Regions from separate parts of the Gossypium hirsutum genome. Here region 2 is linked to region 1. Evidence: chromatin contacts called from public Hi-C data. All regions are on one chromosome and are shown on one strand. The core of a region is the stretch at or near the end of the contact, and the rest is flanking DNA. Distances in the headings are between cores, read along the strand shown.

Region 1 (3,759 bases), core at 539-3,038:
AGTTTTTGGTATTTTCGACCTCTCATTAAGCTCAATTGCGTAGCATTCATGACCCATAATTGATGTTGCAACGTCATGGATTAAATCATGCATTTTACATGTAACAGTTCCATCAACATCCTCTTTGATCTCTTGGAAAAAGGACCTTCGAGTCAATTCAGAGAATATTTCACAACCCATATCATGCAAATCCAACTGTCCCCGAGAAGGAATAAATCCATTTGCCATCCATAGTCCTATCAGCTCGTCCTTTTCCATGACAGAATCTTTAGGAAATATTGAGCAAAATGAAAAGCATTGTTTCATATATGGTGGAAGATGCTCATAACTCAACCTCAACACAGCCAAGATTCTTTTTCCCTCATCTTCCAAACCCCATATCTCGCTATCTTTGACACGTAACCATTCACTTTCTTGACTTTTGGAACCTAGTATGCTTCCTATGGCCGTAATTGCCAAAGGTACCCCTCCGCATCTCTGCACAATCTGCCTCCCAATCATTTCCAGGTTGACATTACCCTCATTCATTCCCATTACAAAAGCTCTTTGCTTGAACAAGGACCAAGAATCATCATCTGACAAACATCCCAGGCGTTGGAAAGGATCTGTAGCCATCATAAGAGCCACTTTCTCAAGTCGAGTTGTGACAATGATTGTACTTCCTCTTCGTCCACTCCGTAGCGCTTGCTTCAGCCTAACCCACTTGTCACGGTATTCATTCCACACATCATCCAATACAAGCAAAAATCGTTTCCCAACAAGCTTTTCTCCTAAGTGCCGTTGCAGGGGATCTAACTCTTGGATATCGCATAACTTCCCTTCAATGGATTCCACAATAGTTTTAGTCAACCGTTTTATATCAAAATCATCGGATACACACACCCAAGCTCTCATATCAAAGGCTTTTGCAACATTTTCATCATTGTAAGCCAATTGAGCAAGTGTGGTCTTTACAAGACCTCCCATGCCGCATATTGCATACACAGAGAGATCATCATGGTGACTCGCATTGCTAAGTAACATGCTAACTATCTCTTCCTTCTCATCTGCTCTGCCTAGTATTTCAGACTCGTCCACAAGGGAGCTGGTTTGCCTGTCTTCATTCTGCTCGATCTCAGCTTCTCCTACACCCTCTCTCAAGTGGAACTTGCTTTTCTCCTCAGCAATGGCATTTAATTTCTCTCTAGCATTCTTAAATTTACGTGCCATTTGTAACCGAAACACAAGTGGGTTCCGAGGAGAAAAGAAGGTGGATACCTTGCTTCTTGCATCCTTACACAGGCTACGGTTCCGAGCTTCTTCTTTGAAGTCATCGAGCACATCTTCCAGATGATAAGCTGCTTGTTTGAGCTTTCCAAGCCAGTTCTTGATAGCTTCACTCTTCCACTGCTTCTTCTCGGCATCAAGGAGCACGGCTTGGATTGTAGATAGAGTGCTCTCCAGACAGTCAAGCTCTGTTTTGAGGCTGCCCGCAAGGCCGATCTGCTCCAGGGACAAGGAGGTCAATTTGTCCAAAATGGTATTCACAAAAGCCGAAACAAATGCGTCCGCCATTTCTACTCTCTCCTAAAATTTCGTGATCAGCAAAGCAACAATAATTGGAAACTGAAGAAGAATTTGGTAACAAAGAAACAACGGTGGATGGATTGCGGATAATCAAAGATAAGAAAATAATGGCACATAAAGTTGGTTCCACACTGCATTGACTTGACTTTGTAAGCCAAATAAGGCGCCATATCTTTAATGTGGAAAAAGAGGGAAAGTAGGTGGTGTAAAATACAAAGACTAATTATGAAGTTTGGTGAGTTGATTGTTTACCTGGTAATTGATTTTTATATAAGAATGGAGTATATTTAATGGTTAATATTTGTTTTTGGTAGAACATTATCACTGCTATCGCTAATAATAATTAATAAAATAATAATAAACAAATTGACTATATAATATTCAAAATACATGTAGAAAACTTCAAAGAATTTATGACATATATTTCCCATCTCATCTCCCAAACCAGAATAACATAATCCACAAGAACTAATCATTATTCGAAAATGTTATGTTGGCAAACATCAATAATTTCTTTTTTAATGGTTAAACCAAAATCATAACTTACTTTTTATACAAATTTAAAAACCAATAAAAAACTGGAGCGAAGTAGAGCTAGACCGGTGCAAGAGTTCACTTATCTATCCCTTTCATAATTTCATTATAAAAATATTAAATGTAAAAATAATTTTTTTAAAGGTTTAAGGGTCAAATAGATCATCAATCAAAAATTTAAAAATTAATTGAGCCTTTATGAAATAGTTGTATTCATTTGAGCCCTTAGCTGACCAGTTTGACTGTTAACATGCTAACGCGGTAGATGAAAGCCACCAAAAGATGTTATGTAATAGTATGCTTACGTGACATGCTGATGTCAGCAAAAAAAAATTTAAAATATATTTTACAAATTAAAAAAACTAATTAAAACAAGCATATAGAATGAATTTGGACAAATGGTAACCCAAATTCATTTTGAATGAGTGCAAAATTAAAAAATTAAAAAAATTACTAAAATTATTTAAAAAATTATAAAATATATAATTATAATAATTTACTCTAAATTTATCATTATATATATATTGTGATACAGAAGTGGAGAAAGAGGAGGGGGTGGTGTCAAAGGAGGCCAATTCACCCATTCTAGGGGCGACAGCTGGAGAAGTAAACGGGCTCAAGATCAATACTTAGCGTTTTAGGTTTTTGTGTGGAAAGGAGTCCCCCTATTAAGTAATACCCAACCAAGTCCAAATTGGGGTAGGAATATAACAATAGTCTCCCCTTAGTCGAGAGATAGGTTATAAAGTGACCTAATTCGAGACTATCCACAAGTTATCCCCAGGGTGATAGTTGTTGCAAGTAACAGGTGGAGGGTACAATTTATTGGTTGAATGTCCCGGGAATATATGATGCCTTGTGAGGCTATTGAAATTCATTTGTACCCTTAATATTAATGTGTTAGTGGATGGCATTTTTATTCATAGTTGACTTGTATAAATTTCGCTTTTTGATTTAGCAAGTGGTATGTCCATTGGTTCGACAAACTGAAGATGTCTAATGTACACTCAAGTGGTGCAATTGTCAATTAGAAAATCCGAATTTAATTTATGAAAACCAAGAGTTTGATCATCTCTCTTTTGTAAAGTTTTCAAGAAAAGAAGAAATAGAAAATAACAAAAATTAAAATATATTCTAAAAAGAAAAGAAACAAAAGTCTAATCTAAAAATGAGAGGAAAAGAAAAGGGTTTTTTTACCTATATATTATAAAATTAAAAAAAAATACTAAAATGGTATGTTAAAAAGATTATATACCAAAATGGTATATCTAAGAGGTGAAGGGTGGTGCATAGGCGGCACCATCCTAGAATTCTGACACATTTCAGTTAAAATATATATATATTTTAATAATGGTGCCAAAGTGATTAGGAGCACCACTTTGTGATACAATCTAACGTCCAACAAGGAAGACAACCAAAACAGCCAAGACTTCCTTTCCGCTTGTCTCCCCTCTCTCCCAATGTTCTTCATTAAAAAAAAAAGGTATTTATAAGAAGAGGAGATTAAAATTGTCTGTTAAAGAAAGAAATAGAGAGAGAGAGAGCTCTCTGCACAAGAAATATATAGAGGGAGAGGGAAGAAATCTTTGCTGGATGTAAGTAAGAAAGAAGGTGTGTGTAAAAAAAGGTTAAAAACAAAAAAGTTGTATCACGAGGCCC
Region 2 (3,759 bases), core at 791-3,290, 120 kb before region 1:
CAAAGCTCATAAATACTCCTGAAAGCCAATACATGATGAGTAATCCGTATTGAACTACAATAGTCCTCTTGGTTTTTTGTAAAAGGTATTTTGCTACAAGTTTATATTATCGTGTTAGAATAAATAAAAGAGATAATTAACTAATAAGACTCTTGGAACAGTGAGTACATTAGAATGTAGTTCTTTGAATAGCTATAGATATAGAATAGATATTCTCAGAAGCTGAATTTGCGATATTCGCCTTTCACTTCGAAGAAAATTTCAGCATTCTTCAGAGCGACTCATTTTCCTTTTAAATATGTTATAAACTCTTGTTTTTATGATTTGATTTTTCATTGAGTCAACTGAATTTCAGTTTTGCTTGGAACTTTAAGTGCATTAGTATGTAGTACTTTCAATATAGATATTCCAAGAAGAATATATTCATCTTCACATCACCTTTCACTTTTGAAGAAATTTTTGAGTCAGCTTTCTTCAAAGCCATTCATTTTCCATTTAAATACTTTTATGATTTGATCTTCCGTTGGCTCGATCTGATTTTGATTTTACTTGAACTTTAAGTACATTAGGAAGTAGTAGTTTTTATTCCTATAAACATAGAACAGATATTCTAAGAAGCTGAATTAATGAATCTTCACCTAGAAAAAATTTTCGACTCTGCTTTCATTGAAGCGGCTCATTTCAATCTTGCATTGCCTTGATGTAATTTAGTTTTACTTGGAACTGAGTACAATAGAATGCGGTACTTCCAGTAGCCATAGATACAGAATAGTTATTCTAAGAAGCTGAATTCATGGATCTTTACTTTTCACTTAAAGGAAAGTCTGAATCAGCTTTCTCCGAAGTGACTCATTTTCCGTTTAAATATGTTGCTAGCTCTTGCTTTTTATGATTCGATCTTGCATCGGCCTGATATAATTTTGGGATTTACTTAGAACTAAGTACAATAGAATGTATTACTTTGAATAGATATTCTAAGAAGCTGAACTCATGGAAGAGATTTTCGAGTCAGCTTTCTTTGAAGTGACTCATTTTCCTTCTAAATATGTCACCAACTCTTGTTTGATGATTCGGTCTTTGCATCGGCTTGATCTGGTTTCGGTTTTACCCATCCTCGGTAGATGTTCAATAGATTCAGTTCTTTATGATTGCTCATTATGTCATTAAGTCGTCATAGTGGTAAGTAAAATAAGCTTTGGGAAGGAAGGTCTAATACTATTTTGTCGAAAATGCAAGTCCACTGTGTTGCTTAAACATACTATTGTTTAAAATGCCATCAAATTTGTGGTATTTTGTTCATATTTCAAGTATTTTATTATTTCTTTTGCCCACATCATATGTTTTATTATTTTCACGTCATTATTTGATATTCAGGCCAGTATATTTATATATGGTTTACTTAGGTGAAAGTATGGGGATTAACTAGTTTTTTAGTAGAGGTGTTAATTTCACTTTTCACTTTCAAACTAATATTAAGATTTTTATATCAATTTTGTAGTTAAGCTTAAATAAATAAAAAAATTTATTGCATAAATAGTAATTCAAATCCTTTTGGTCTGAAATGTGAAATATCCTTAAACCCAATCAATTACGGGTAAAAAAATATTGCTTGTGTTCATGAACAAATCTGCGGCTATATGCAATAAAAAACTACATCTTATCATTTTCGACACTTAAAACACAAAAAAATAATTATTAATATGACGTAAAATGTAACACGATATACTTGTCTACAAACATCATGAAGAAATCTATTTATGCAGCATAGGGGAAAAAAGGGGAAGGTTATGAAAATTTAATCCAATATGTTGTCCAAAAATTAGATTTTATAACTTCGAACAAAGAAAATAGATATTTGACTGTTTGTTATTTGGTAGACCAATACATACAATTCAATATAATTCTAGTTTCGTTGACCAATATTTTATAGTTTACACATAAATTAGAGTCCAACTTTTGGGAAGCAAATTCTTTGTCAATTGCCTCGGAATTGTCACCAATGAACATTATCTGAACTTTGAAAATTTTTTGAACTTCAAGGCAATGGTCCAGACATGTCCTTAACCACCCCATTTAAATGGGTCCATTACCATGTACAGAAGTTTTACGACTTTATTTCTTTTTTATATAATTTATTCTCAATGACTATTTATAGTAAATTTTTCTTTTAATAATCGGAGGAGTATAGGGTTGCTCGGATCGAATTTAAATTTCATGTTTATAATATAATGTTTTTGTCACTAAATATAAAGATTATTGACTATAATATTTTTTTTGTATTCATCTATAATAAATATACATTTCGTTTTATTTAAATTTTATATGATAAAAACCTTAAAAATAGTCTTAAATTTAATAATGTACCATTTAAATTATATATTATCAATACATCAAATTTATATTTTTACGGGGAGACTAAAAGTATTTCCGTCCCTCTCTAATCTTGACATAATATTTTCAAGACACTAAAGTAAGAGTTTTGATGGTTATATTTTATTATTAATTCTTGTAAAATATGTAAGTCGTGAATTTAGTTTTTGTACTTTAATTTGATTAATTTTAGTTTTTAAACTTTTTAAAATTTAAATTTTAGTCTTAACCCAAATGATAGCGATTAATTCATTAGGTCAAATTCTATTATTAATCTCATACTATGCGTAAGTTGTGGATTTAGTCTATATTCTCTAATTATATTATTTTAGCCCACTTACTTTTTATATATTCAAAATTCCAATCATAACTCTATAAGTAGCTATTAAACCCTTAACTCAAATGACACATTTTTAATATTACATGAAAATAATAAGTTGACATTATATAATACATGTGATAATATTACATAAAGATTAAAAATAATTAAATTAGGGTACAATAATTGAATCCGAAACTTAATCATAATACAATGACTAAAACATTTTTGATGAATTTTTACTAATGTCTTATAAAAATATCTTGACGTATGCATTGTTTTGGTGACGAAAGCCTAATATGTCACTTAAAAAACTCGTCTTGTAAAATTTCTTTTTTAGAATATAAATTTGAGATTTTGAATTTAAATATAAATGGGTAGGCAAAAATGTGAATGTGAAAATTAATTGAAATTCGTTACGATTATATTTTGGAATTGTATAAACATATGAATCATAAGTTCACAAAAGTAACTATGAGAATTATGTTTATATGTATTTTGTTACATTGTTTTGATCAAAGTTAAAACCTTCAAATTATTTATAGTTTTGAACTCATTATTGAGCTTAGTTTGTTCATGGCTACTCTTAAAATATGACATTGAAATATTTAAGATTCAAATTTTGTAGATAAAAGTATTATAGAAGTTTTTATATTAAGATTTGGATTGCATTTTGCTTCCTTTATTAAAAAAAGAACAAATTAGTCCTTGTACATTAGATTAAAAAGTAAACCGGCTCTTCTGTTAATTTCATCCATTTCTACTGTTAAAAACTGAGTAAAATTGAATGGATTTTTACCAAATTACTATTTGATCCAACATATAAATACTAATTTACTTATTTTTAAATAAAAAAATAAAATATAATTTCACTTCTAATAAAAGACCTCTATAATACTTTAACCACTTTTGTATAACTCTATAAGTGAGGATTCAAATTCAAGAATGTACAACCCTTTCCTATTCTACTAATTATTATATATAGCGGTTACCAAAACCATAGGTTGTTTAATTAGGTTTGAAACTTACTCTATTTGGATATAAATATTATTTATTTTATTAATTGTTTA

The links. A called contact is a pair of places that touch in the nucleus more often than the background predicts.
Region 2: a Hi-C map of leaf shows a contact between it and region 1, with 2.9 times the contacts expected there. The contact joins the enhancer-like site here to the promoter of LOC107912701 in region 1. A contact is called at or near these places in 6 of 34 Hi-C or Micro-C datasets (callus, leaf and seedling).

What each region holds. Positions count from the first base shown.
Region 1 is chrA11:21,391,531-21,395,289 of Gossypium_hirsutum_v2.1, reverse strand. LOC107912701 (putative disease resistance protein RGA3) reads right to left here and starts at 1,788. Exons shown (of 3, transcript XR_005904920.1): 1 at 1-1,788.
Region 2 is chrA11:21,509,307-21,513,065 of Gossypium_hirsutum_v2.1, reverse strand. It overlaps LOC107912709 (pyridoxal kinase), which reads left to right. Exons shown (of 14, transcript XM_016841016.2): 14 at 1-323. The coding sequence ends at 22. Among protein-coding and RNA genes, the nearest start is that of LOC107912709, 16 kb to the left of the region's middle. Within about 2 kb of position 2,040, at least 4 of the 9 cell types and tissues checked have an H3K27ac peak or open chromatin away from gene starts, as enhancers often do. A contact at or near this core is called in leaf, where this site is marked.